Regions from separate parts of the Mus musculus genome. Here all the other regions are linked to region 1. Evidence: chromatin contacts called from public HiChIP or PLAC-seq and promoter capture Hi-C data. All regions are on one chromosome and are shown on one strand. The core of a region is the stretch at or near the end of the contact, and the rest is flanking DNA. Distances in the headings are between cores, read along the strand shown.

The links. Promoter capture Hi-C pulls out the DNA fragments that hold promoters and counts their contacts. HiChIP or PLAC-seq counts read pairs in DNA pulled down with a chosen protein or histone mark.
Region 2: a contact with region 1 is called in a promoter capture Hi-C map of embryonic stem cells, with 6 times the contacts expected there. The contact joins the promoter of Cavin2 here to the promoter of Tmeff2 in region 1. A contact is called at or near these places in 9 of 39 promoter capture datasets (3T3-L1-derived adipocytes, the C10 cell line, cranial neural crest and 6 more), 2 of 484 Hi-C or Micro-C datasets (the N1E-115 cell line and uterus), 8 of 115 datasets of contacts at active chromatin or transcription factors (astrocytes, embryonic hindbrain, embryonic stem cells and 3 more) and 4 of 9 other capture datasets (adipose tissue, embryonic stem cells, liver and 1 more).
Region 3: an H3K4me3 HiChIP or PLAC-seq map of forebrain shows a contact between it and region 1, with 4 times the contacts expected there. The contact joins the enhancer-like site here to the promoter of Tmeff2 in region 1. A contact is called at or near these places in 1 of 484 Hi-C or Micro-C datasets (cortical neurons), 5 of 115 datasets of contacts at active chromatin or transcription factors (astrocytes, embryonic stem cells and forebrain) and 1 of 9 other capture datasets (liver).

The regions. Positions count from the first base shown.
Region 1 is chr1:50,926,146-50,928,976 of GRCm38.p6, reverse strand. It overlaps Tmeff2 (transmembrane protein with EGF-like and two follistatin-like domains 2), which reads right to left and starts at 1,454. Exons shown (of 10, transcript NM_019790.4): 1 at 858-1,454. The coding sequence starts at 1,029.
Region 2 is chr1:51,287,666-51,290,496 of GRCm38.p6, reverse strand. Cavin2 (caveolae associated 2) reads right to left here and starts at 1,371. Exons shown (of 2, transcript NM_138741.1): 1 at 629-1,371. The coding sequence starts at 1,111. All of the region lies in intron 2 of 9330175M20Rik (RIKEN cDNA 9330175M20 gene), which reads left to right.
Region 3 is chr1:51,265,843-51,268,673 of GRCm38.p6, reverse strand. The region is part of intron 2 of 9330175M20Rik (RIKEN cDNA 9330175M20 gene); the gene reads left to right. Among named protein-coding and RNA genes, the nearest start is that of Cavin2, 22 kb to the left of the region's middle. Within about 2 kb of position 1,438, at least 61 of the 459 cell types and tissues checked have an H3K27ac peak or open chromatin away from gene starts, as enhancers often do. A contact at or near this core is called in cortical neurons and forebrain, where this site is marked.

The sequences.
Region 1 (2,831 bases), core at 205-2,704:
TAAGAACTTGGATGGGCATACTTTGGCTACAAAATCAATGTCTTTCAAAGTCAATGGCATTTGCAGCCAAAGGAAGAGAGAAGAGAGTGGGGGTGGGGGTGAAAGGAGAGAAGAAAAGGGAGGGAGAGGGAGCGCTAGAGAGAGCAAAAGAGAGAGCTAGGGAGGTATAGACAGAACAAGCTAGAGGAGAAAAGAGAAAGAAAAGGGGGAGGAAGAGGAGAGGGGAGGAGAGGAGAGGAGAAGGGAGGGCAGGGGAGGGGAGGGGAGGGGAGGAGAGGAGAGGAGAGGAGGAAGAGAGAGAGAGAGAGAGAGAGAGAGAGAGAGAGAGAGAGAGAGAGAGAGAGAGAGAGAGAGAGACTCCGTTCCTGGAAACTTGCCTCCTTAGAATTATCTGTGGCCCAGTGCTGACTAGAAAACCCCTGCATTCAGAAGCATTTTCGGCAGCCTTAACAGTTTCCCTGCAGTCATCATTTGATTTATTGCTTTCTTGATTGTTCTTTCTCATAAAGTTATTTTTCGCACATCCAGGCTAGACTCTTTTATTTTTATTTTTATTTTTTTTAATGATGGGAAATGTTCTGCGTTAGTGTTTTCCCCCAGGATGGAGAACTACCTCTGTAGTATTTCTCTAAATCCTCCGATTTGAAAGGGGCAAACATCTATGGTTCCCCACACCTGTACTTTGTTCCTATCCCAGCACGCCCAGCCTTAGCTGAAGCAGTTCTCAATGTTTCTCAGGATTGAGGTGGGAAGTTCTGGGTTTCAGGCAGTGGCTGGGCAGACATATGAGAGTAGACAGGTCTGTGCGGGTTCCGCGCTTGGAGAAGTGAAGTAGAGGGCTGAGGGTCTGGACTTACCGGAGCAGTTCCAGCCGGTGGGCGTTTGGCAGTCACTTAAGGAGGTAGGGAAAGCAGCGAGTTTTACCGGGCGGGCTATGATAAGCAGCGTCACGGGCAGCAGCAGCAGCCAGCAGAAGCCCTCGCAAAGTGTCCAGCTGCTGCACTGCCGCGGGGACTCCCACAGCACCATGACTACTTCGCGCAACTCTGCAGCAACCAAAGGCTTCTGAAGAACACGGGATCGCAGGGGCCACGCAGCGGGCTACTGAGCATCCCGCGGACCGCGGCAGCAGAGGAGGGGGCGGCGGCAGGGACAGCCGGCGGTGATACTGCGACCAAAGGAGAGCATGATCTCCGGAGTTTCAGCAACATCCAGTGACCGGGCTCAGCCTGCGGAGTGAGAGGATAGTCCGCTGAGAAGCTGCGCCCCCGATGCAAGGAGCTGCTGCCATAAGGAACAGGGTCGGGGCAAAGGAGGAGCAGGAGACAGAAACCAGGGTGCGGAGAGGAGGCGGCCAATCGGCCGAAGAGAAGAGCGCGACCAGACTGGGTGGAGGGACAGTCACAGCGCCCCGCAGCCCAGCCGCCGCCTCTCGCGCTCTGCCGCCCGCATCCCTCTGGCGTTTGGGAAGCAGCAGGTCCTTAGCCCGCCCGGGGTCACGTGGGAAGCGGCAGTCGGACTCTGATTGGCGGAGCGCGATGCAGGTCCCGGGAGGGAGGGGTCGGTGAGGAGGTGCAAGGAGGAGGCGGCCACTGATGCCACAGATGGGCTAGTTCTCTAGGCTCTAACCCGAGTGGGTCTAGGCGGGATGGCTCCTGGGAGAAGCTCAGGCTTCAGGGCGGCTACTCCCACGTTCTTTCTCCCACTTGCCTGGCTTCTCTGCTCCATGACGCCCCCTACTGTGTGCGAGGTCCAGGCTCGCGCCTCTCTTCTGTGCGTGACCCCGGGCTGACAGCACCCGCTGCGGCTGGGTGGCCTTGTCTTCCAGCTGGATGTGGTGGGGGCGGAGTAGGTGGAGGACCCGCAGCCACAGGGCAATAGGGGAAGCGGGTAGGGAGCAGAGGGCGTCCCGTTGGCGCCGCCGGTCCGGGAAAGAGATCCAGGCTGGGCATGTCCTGGTAGCTTAAGAAGCATTAGGATGCTTCTCTAGGCGGTGGCAGAGAAAAGAGGGCAAGAGGCGGCAGTGCGAGAGCCAAAAGACTCTGGTGGCTTAAAGCAGCAGCAGCAGCTAGCTCCCCGAGCAAGCCCGACAGTGCTCGCCAGGCTGGAGCAGCCAGTTTCGCTGGCTCTCCCCATTCTCCCTGTGCCTCCTATCCCTTCCAGGCTCTCCGCAGCTCAGCCTGCTAGATTTGATTCTCTTTCCCTGGAGCTCTTTGGTAAGGTACAGACCGGAACCTATTTGTGGGGCTGTCTAAAAGGTTCAACAAAATGTTGTTGGAAGGTCAATTTTGGTCTGGACAGGAGGCCGGAGGAGCAGCGAGAGACTTCTCTGAATCCAAGCTGAGAATGGGTTACAGGGCGAATCCACAGAGAAGCGGCATCCCGGAGGAGAGCTTGGAGTGATTGGGCGTTAGACTTGGGCGTTTTACACCTTGTCTGTGGATCCCCAGCTACCTGGGAGAGGCAAGGGAGCCTAGCCCGGCAGGAGTCACTACCTCCGCTTGGTTCTCCTTAGCCCCAGCAGAAACAGCAGAGAGATATCAGCCTTCCTTCTGCTGCACTCCACGCAGTTAGACACACTCTTTAGCTTAATGGCATGTTAGTTCTCAGGGCCCAGAGCTTTTTGGGACATAGATGGAGAGAAGAGTCTGTCTCCTACGACTCAGGTCACTACTGCAGTCACAGGGTTCTTGGTGCCTTGCACCAAAGAGGTTTCCTTTTGCGTTTGTATCATTCAGTTATTTATGGTATTTTTTCATTCACATTATACATATATACTCCTGCTCTATTTCTCTTTCCTTTCTCCTTCTCTCCTTCTTCCTTTCTTTCAA
Region 2 (2,831 bases), core at 122-2,621, 360 kb before region 1:
GACATAATTAACATGTCTGTAAGGAGCTATACTTTGCTTCCCACATTTATTGGCATCATTTTCTAGAGACAAACTAGAGATTGCTTTGACAAAAGATGACTTCAAGAACAAGACTAGTTCAACTTTCCATTCTGGTAATTTCCCAAACACCAGGGGCCCTTGGAAAAAGGATGGTTTAAAGGTTGTGTGTGTCTTGGTCAGAGCAAAAGAAAACAAATCCTTCACACAGTTACCTCACTTCCACTAAGAGTTAATAAACAGCCACTGGATTAATTTGCCCTGTCCAGCTAACAGCTGCAATCGCAGCCGCAAGTTCCTAATGAAAAGAGACAAATGAATTTGACTAGAGTGGGTGCCCGCACCTGCTCAGTTTCTCACCCTTAACCAAGTGCATCTAGGTGTTCACTGACAAATGTCCCCAGCTTGCCAGGCACACAGGCATTGCCTGAAGGATGGGGGAGATTCCAATCCTTATGGCCACATTTCACAGTTGCCTGCAGCAGGCAGCTAGAAGACAAAGCTTTGTGTGTGAGAGAGAAGCTTGACTGGCAGGGCAGATGGGAAGATGGCCTTGAAAGCTCGGAGGACTGAGCTCAAGTAGGTGGAGGGGTATGCTGGGGACACTGACCTGGAAGATGAGCACTTTGAAGTGGTTGCGTCGGAGGAGTTGGGCGTGGTTGTTCTCCAGTCTCTTCACCTGGACACACTGCCTCTCGAGGCGCTCCCGGACAGCCCGCGTGTGAGCGCTGACCTTGCGAGACTTCTCTAGCAGCTTGCTCACTGTGTTGCTGGTGGAGGCCTGGTACTTGGAGAGCTTGGTGAGGTCGTTCTGGATGCCCTTCACCGAGCCCTCCAGGTTGATCTGACGCTGTTCCATGTTGTGCTGGTTCTCCCTCACGGCGTCCAGCATGTTGACCAATTTATCCAGGAGTGTGTGCACGGTGACAGCATTCACCTGCGAGTTGTCTCGGATGGCCTCCTCTGTGGACCCCAGGTTCAGGCTGGGGCTCGGTGTGGAGGAAGGCATTGGGCTGGGGCTGGATGGCTTCTCCTGGAGCATGTCTGTGTTTGGATGCTGGAACTTTTCTGCCTGTGCAGCGTCCTCTCCCATGGCTGGGCAGCTAGAAACTTACTTCCCCGCTGGAAACTTCTTGCTCAAGCTAGAAGCACAGGAGGCTGGTTGGTCTGAAGTGAGCACTGCTCTCTAGGGCTAGCAGAGGTTTTGAATAACTGGCTAAGCTGATCAGGGGAACTGCATTCCAGTTGCTCTTAAAGGACCTGCTCCACCCAGTGGAAGGCAAAGGTTACAGGACCCACTCAGGGTTCAGTGACAAGCACACACTTCCTAGCCACACTCCGCACAAGCCCGAGTTCTTTTCTGCAGTGGCTTTTCTTTCCTACACCCCTTCCCTTAAAAAAAAAAAAAGTTCAATGCCATATTTCAATCATGAGTTCATTTAGAGGCGGAGAGAAACATGTTAACTTGGCAGAGCTCCCCAGCCTCTGATTGGCTAAATCTAGTAAACTTTTCTCTGGCTGCTATGTTACAGAGCGCCTGTTTTTTTTCCTGGATACAAGTTATTGTAACAGAAAGGAATTGTTTGCTCTTGCCCCAGAGCTGACTGATAGGTTGCAGAACACCGAGTGCCCTTTAGGGGAGGCGCCGAGTTGAAAGGGTCTGTGACGCCAGGGCCAGGTTCGTGCTATTAGTTTCTCATTTGCAAAGCACAGGAGATTATTCTGAAACTGACAAGGAACTCAGCTTGGTGTCCTGTCCTCTTGCAAGATGGCATGCAATCCAACTTGAAAGAGCTTAGACTCAGGGATGTCAAAGCAAGTGGTGTTGCATACTGTGAACTGTTCTGTAAGAGATGGAAATCTCTTAAATGAATGCTTTCTTAGAAGATGGAAGGCAGAGACCCTCTCCTCAAGTAGTCCCTTTGGAGAAAAAAAAGTGCTGGTTTGTTTCCAGTAATTCTGAATTCATGCAGAGCATTTCTCAGTCCCCATCTTTGCGAGGCATTTATTGACACAGGTCCAGAAGTGTGACTGCAAGCCAGGTTGAGTTGGAGTGGTTCTAACGCTTGACATTTCCAGGTTCTTGCTCAGTGAAGTGGCACACCTGTTCTCACATGTGGCCCTCCTTAGCCGGGCCCTTGGGATGTGGGACTCACTTCCTAAAATGACTTTACATGCTTGAATTGGTCTTAAATGTATCCAGATTGTGAAAGTGCTTTTGGCTGAAGGTTTGTGACAGGCATGCCATGAAGGATTTCAAGAACAAATGTCAGCTAGTACTGGGTCAGGAACTGATCGTGGGACATTGCCTTAACGGCAATACCTCTGTGTATGCCGAAGAAACAGTAGATCTTATGGTGGTATATTCATTGGTTGCCTTACACTTAGTCATATGTAACATTCACAGAGCATGTGCCAGGTCCCTCACTGAGTACCTGCTCATTAGGAAGATGCATTAAAGACATTATAGAGGCTCCCAGTTTCCTCAGATAATTGGTAGATAACACTTAAAGTGAGACCTTTAGGAACCAAGATTACAAAATGCCAAAAGAAGATTTGATTGCTTGTACCTTTTAAGAATTTTTTTAAAAAGTTTCTCAAACAAACAACTTATATTTTGTGTATTTTAGTTGGACACTGATGTGTTAAATATTAAAAGCAAAAACCATGAATCTGGTGTTGATTTTCAGAAGCTTAATTTTCTAACAAAATTATACGATATAATGATAGCACATCTTTTTTACATTTGACGTTTGTGGGCAAATCAGAGAGTGTCATTATTTCAAAAATATCGGAGGACTTTATCAGCTTTT
Region 3 (2,831 bases), core at 189-2,688, 340 kb before region 1:
GCCCTCATGACCTGCATGCTTAGTTGAACATATGTGATAAAATGCAGGCAAGATTCTATACTTACCACTGAACCACAAGTAGCTTAGTACTTTGCCTGTGGGATCAGCCATTCACATTATACAGGGAGTAGAGTGCCTCCTGAGAGAGTCAAAGTTATGCTGCAGGCTGGCCTGTCAAACAAGAGAAGTTTTGCAAGGCCTCTCTTAAAACATGCCTGGAAGAAACCTTCTATGCTTCTACACATTCCAAATGTGACACACCTTTCATCTGGAGCTGGGCTGTGTCACCAGTGCAGTCATACAGCCATCACAATGCCAGTTTCCCTGAGTAGTGTGTTCACAGTGCCTGCCAGAGTCACCGCGTTCATTGATTTTTCTCAAAACAAGACTCCAAAGCAGCTAAGGAAATAAAGTAAGACAAACAAATGAACTGAGAGGAAGCCCATGGTCCCATTTCCAGGAGTAGCAAGCAGTTCATCACTCTATTCAATAGTAAGAAGAAGGAGTTTATGCATAGACTCTAGACAAACTAGGGAGAATTGATTGCCATTGCTTAGGAGACTTGGAAGGTAAATACTTAAGCTTGGATTTGAAATGTCTGTTAACATACACATAATCCATGCTACTCCGTGTCCTGTGCAGATGTGCCTATGTGTGCTTTATGAATAGGAGGTGCCAGCTGTGGGTCGGGAGAATGTGAAATATTCCCAGGCGCCAGTACCCATAATCTCTCAGATGCTTTATAAATGCATGAAATGCTTCTTGGGCTGTTTTTTTTTTTTTTTTTTTTTTTTTTTTTTTTTTTTTTAAGTCTCTGAAATAGCCAAAGCTGTTGTAAAATCACAGGGAGCCAGACAGCTTACAGTCAACAGCAAATCAAAGGGGACTCCTCTGTGTCAGTTTTTACTAATAGCCATGGGGGGAATGTATTGAATCTGCCAAATCTGTATTTGATATCCTGTTACCAAAACCTGCCTGCATAATAAACTTCTGCCTTTCTACCCTTTATTTCGCCACCTCATGGCCACATTAGAGGTTGGTAAACCCCTCAGGACAGGAGATGGCTTTCAGCATAGGCTGGAGCAGTTCACAGAGCACACTTGATCTGTGTTCCTCCTTAGAGTCCCAACATACTGAGTCCTGACATCAGAAGTGATTTCTGTCAGTTCTAATGTGCCTGAGAAATTTCTTTCAAGGCAGTTTCCTCTTCTAACACATCCCTGGGGAAGTTCCCTTGGGGGCCGTGAGGCAACAGTGGAATGTGACTATGATAAGGCATTACCATGCTTAGGAGTTCTGTATGAAAAGCAGCGCACTGCATCTGTTGTTTTCCTTATTTAGGGTTCATTTCACACTGAATGATACTGGAACACTACCCAGGACTCTGCCTTGACTCCCCTGCAGTCTTGTTCTTCCTCCTCAATGACGGCAGATCCCGAAACACTTAGTGACATATGGCAGCCTTGCTGAAGAATACTGAATGCCATGCATTTGCTTTCGGGCTCTGAAGTGCTGCTTTCCATTTTGGGCATCATATTTCTTAAAGTGATACTGACCAAGTGGAACTCTCTGTGTCTGGAATCCCGTTCGGGAACAGGGTAGGTCGAACCCTAGTCTCTGAACAACTAGTACATCCACAGCAGGGGGCCAAAGGGATGGATGCGTAGCAGCATTTCAGGAGAAACTATTCAAAGAAATGGGAGGTGTTCAAGCCTAAAATGGTCAATTATTATTATTGTGTTTTAGAAGGAGGTCATAGCCATAATTCAAGTGTTTGAGAAGTTGCCAAATATGAATGCAGTTTATTTCTACAGTTTCAAAGGTAAACAGATTTTCACTCTATATAAAGCAGATTGTTCTGCTAGAAACAGCTATGTCATGACAAAACATATGTACACAAGAAACACACAAACAAGCTAACAAAACAACAACAACAAGAAACAAGCTCCTGTAGATTTAGAGACCTCCTGCACAGTCTGTATACTCTTTCCTTTCCCCATTTCTAACCTGGGAATCAACTCTGAGGCCAAAGGCATGATAGATAAGTGTTCTACTATCAACTATACTCCCAGCCTCTGTAATTTTGTGAATTAAAAATTTCTTGCTTAACTAGGCATGGTGACATACCTCTTTAATCACAGTACTCAGGAAGCAGAAGCAGACAGGTCTCTGAGTTTGGGCCAGCCTGATCTACAGAGCACGTTCCAGTACAGCCAGGGATACACAGAGCAAACCTGCACTGAAAAAACAAAATAACTTTTTGCTCAATTTTCATTTTGACAGAGAATTGACAAAAGGCTTGGGGGAAATCTCTTTTTCCATGAGCATACTAAGGTATCCTGCCTTCTTAATAATGGTGGCCTTACTGTGTTTAGGGCCACAGTCTTAAATGGAGGAAAGCTCACAACAGCAGCTAAGCATCCTGCTCCTTATCATAGCCTGTACAACTGTTGAAGGTCTGGCTGAGGTTGGATATTACTCTGCTTGCTTAAGAGCTAATCTCTCAGTTTTCCTGCCATGAATGGAATGCTATTTCCTCTGATAACAATGTTCTGCTTTCTCTTGGGAACCACACCTCTCTCCTGCCAGTCCTCTTGTCAAGGATCCTAGTCTTTGTCAGGCACGCTGGAGTGGGAACGCACTAAGGCTTGGTCAGTCCCCTCAGTCTTGGAATCTGAGTGTTGAGTGTTATCCTAGAAGTACAGAGCAAGGGTGGGGGCTGTTTCTCTATACCCCTGGGAAGCAAATGCTGTTTAGTCCATGTTTCCTAGACTCGCCTGCAGATGGCAACTTGATGGCGTGTGTTGTATATGTCTGTTGCATAGCATATT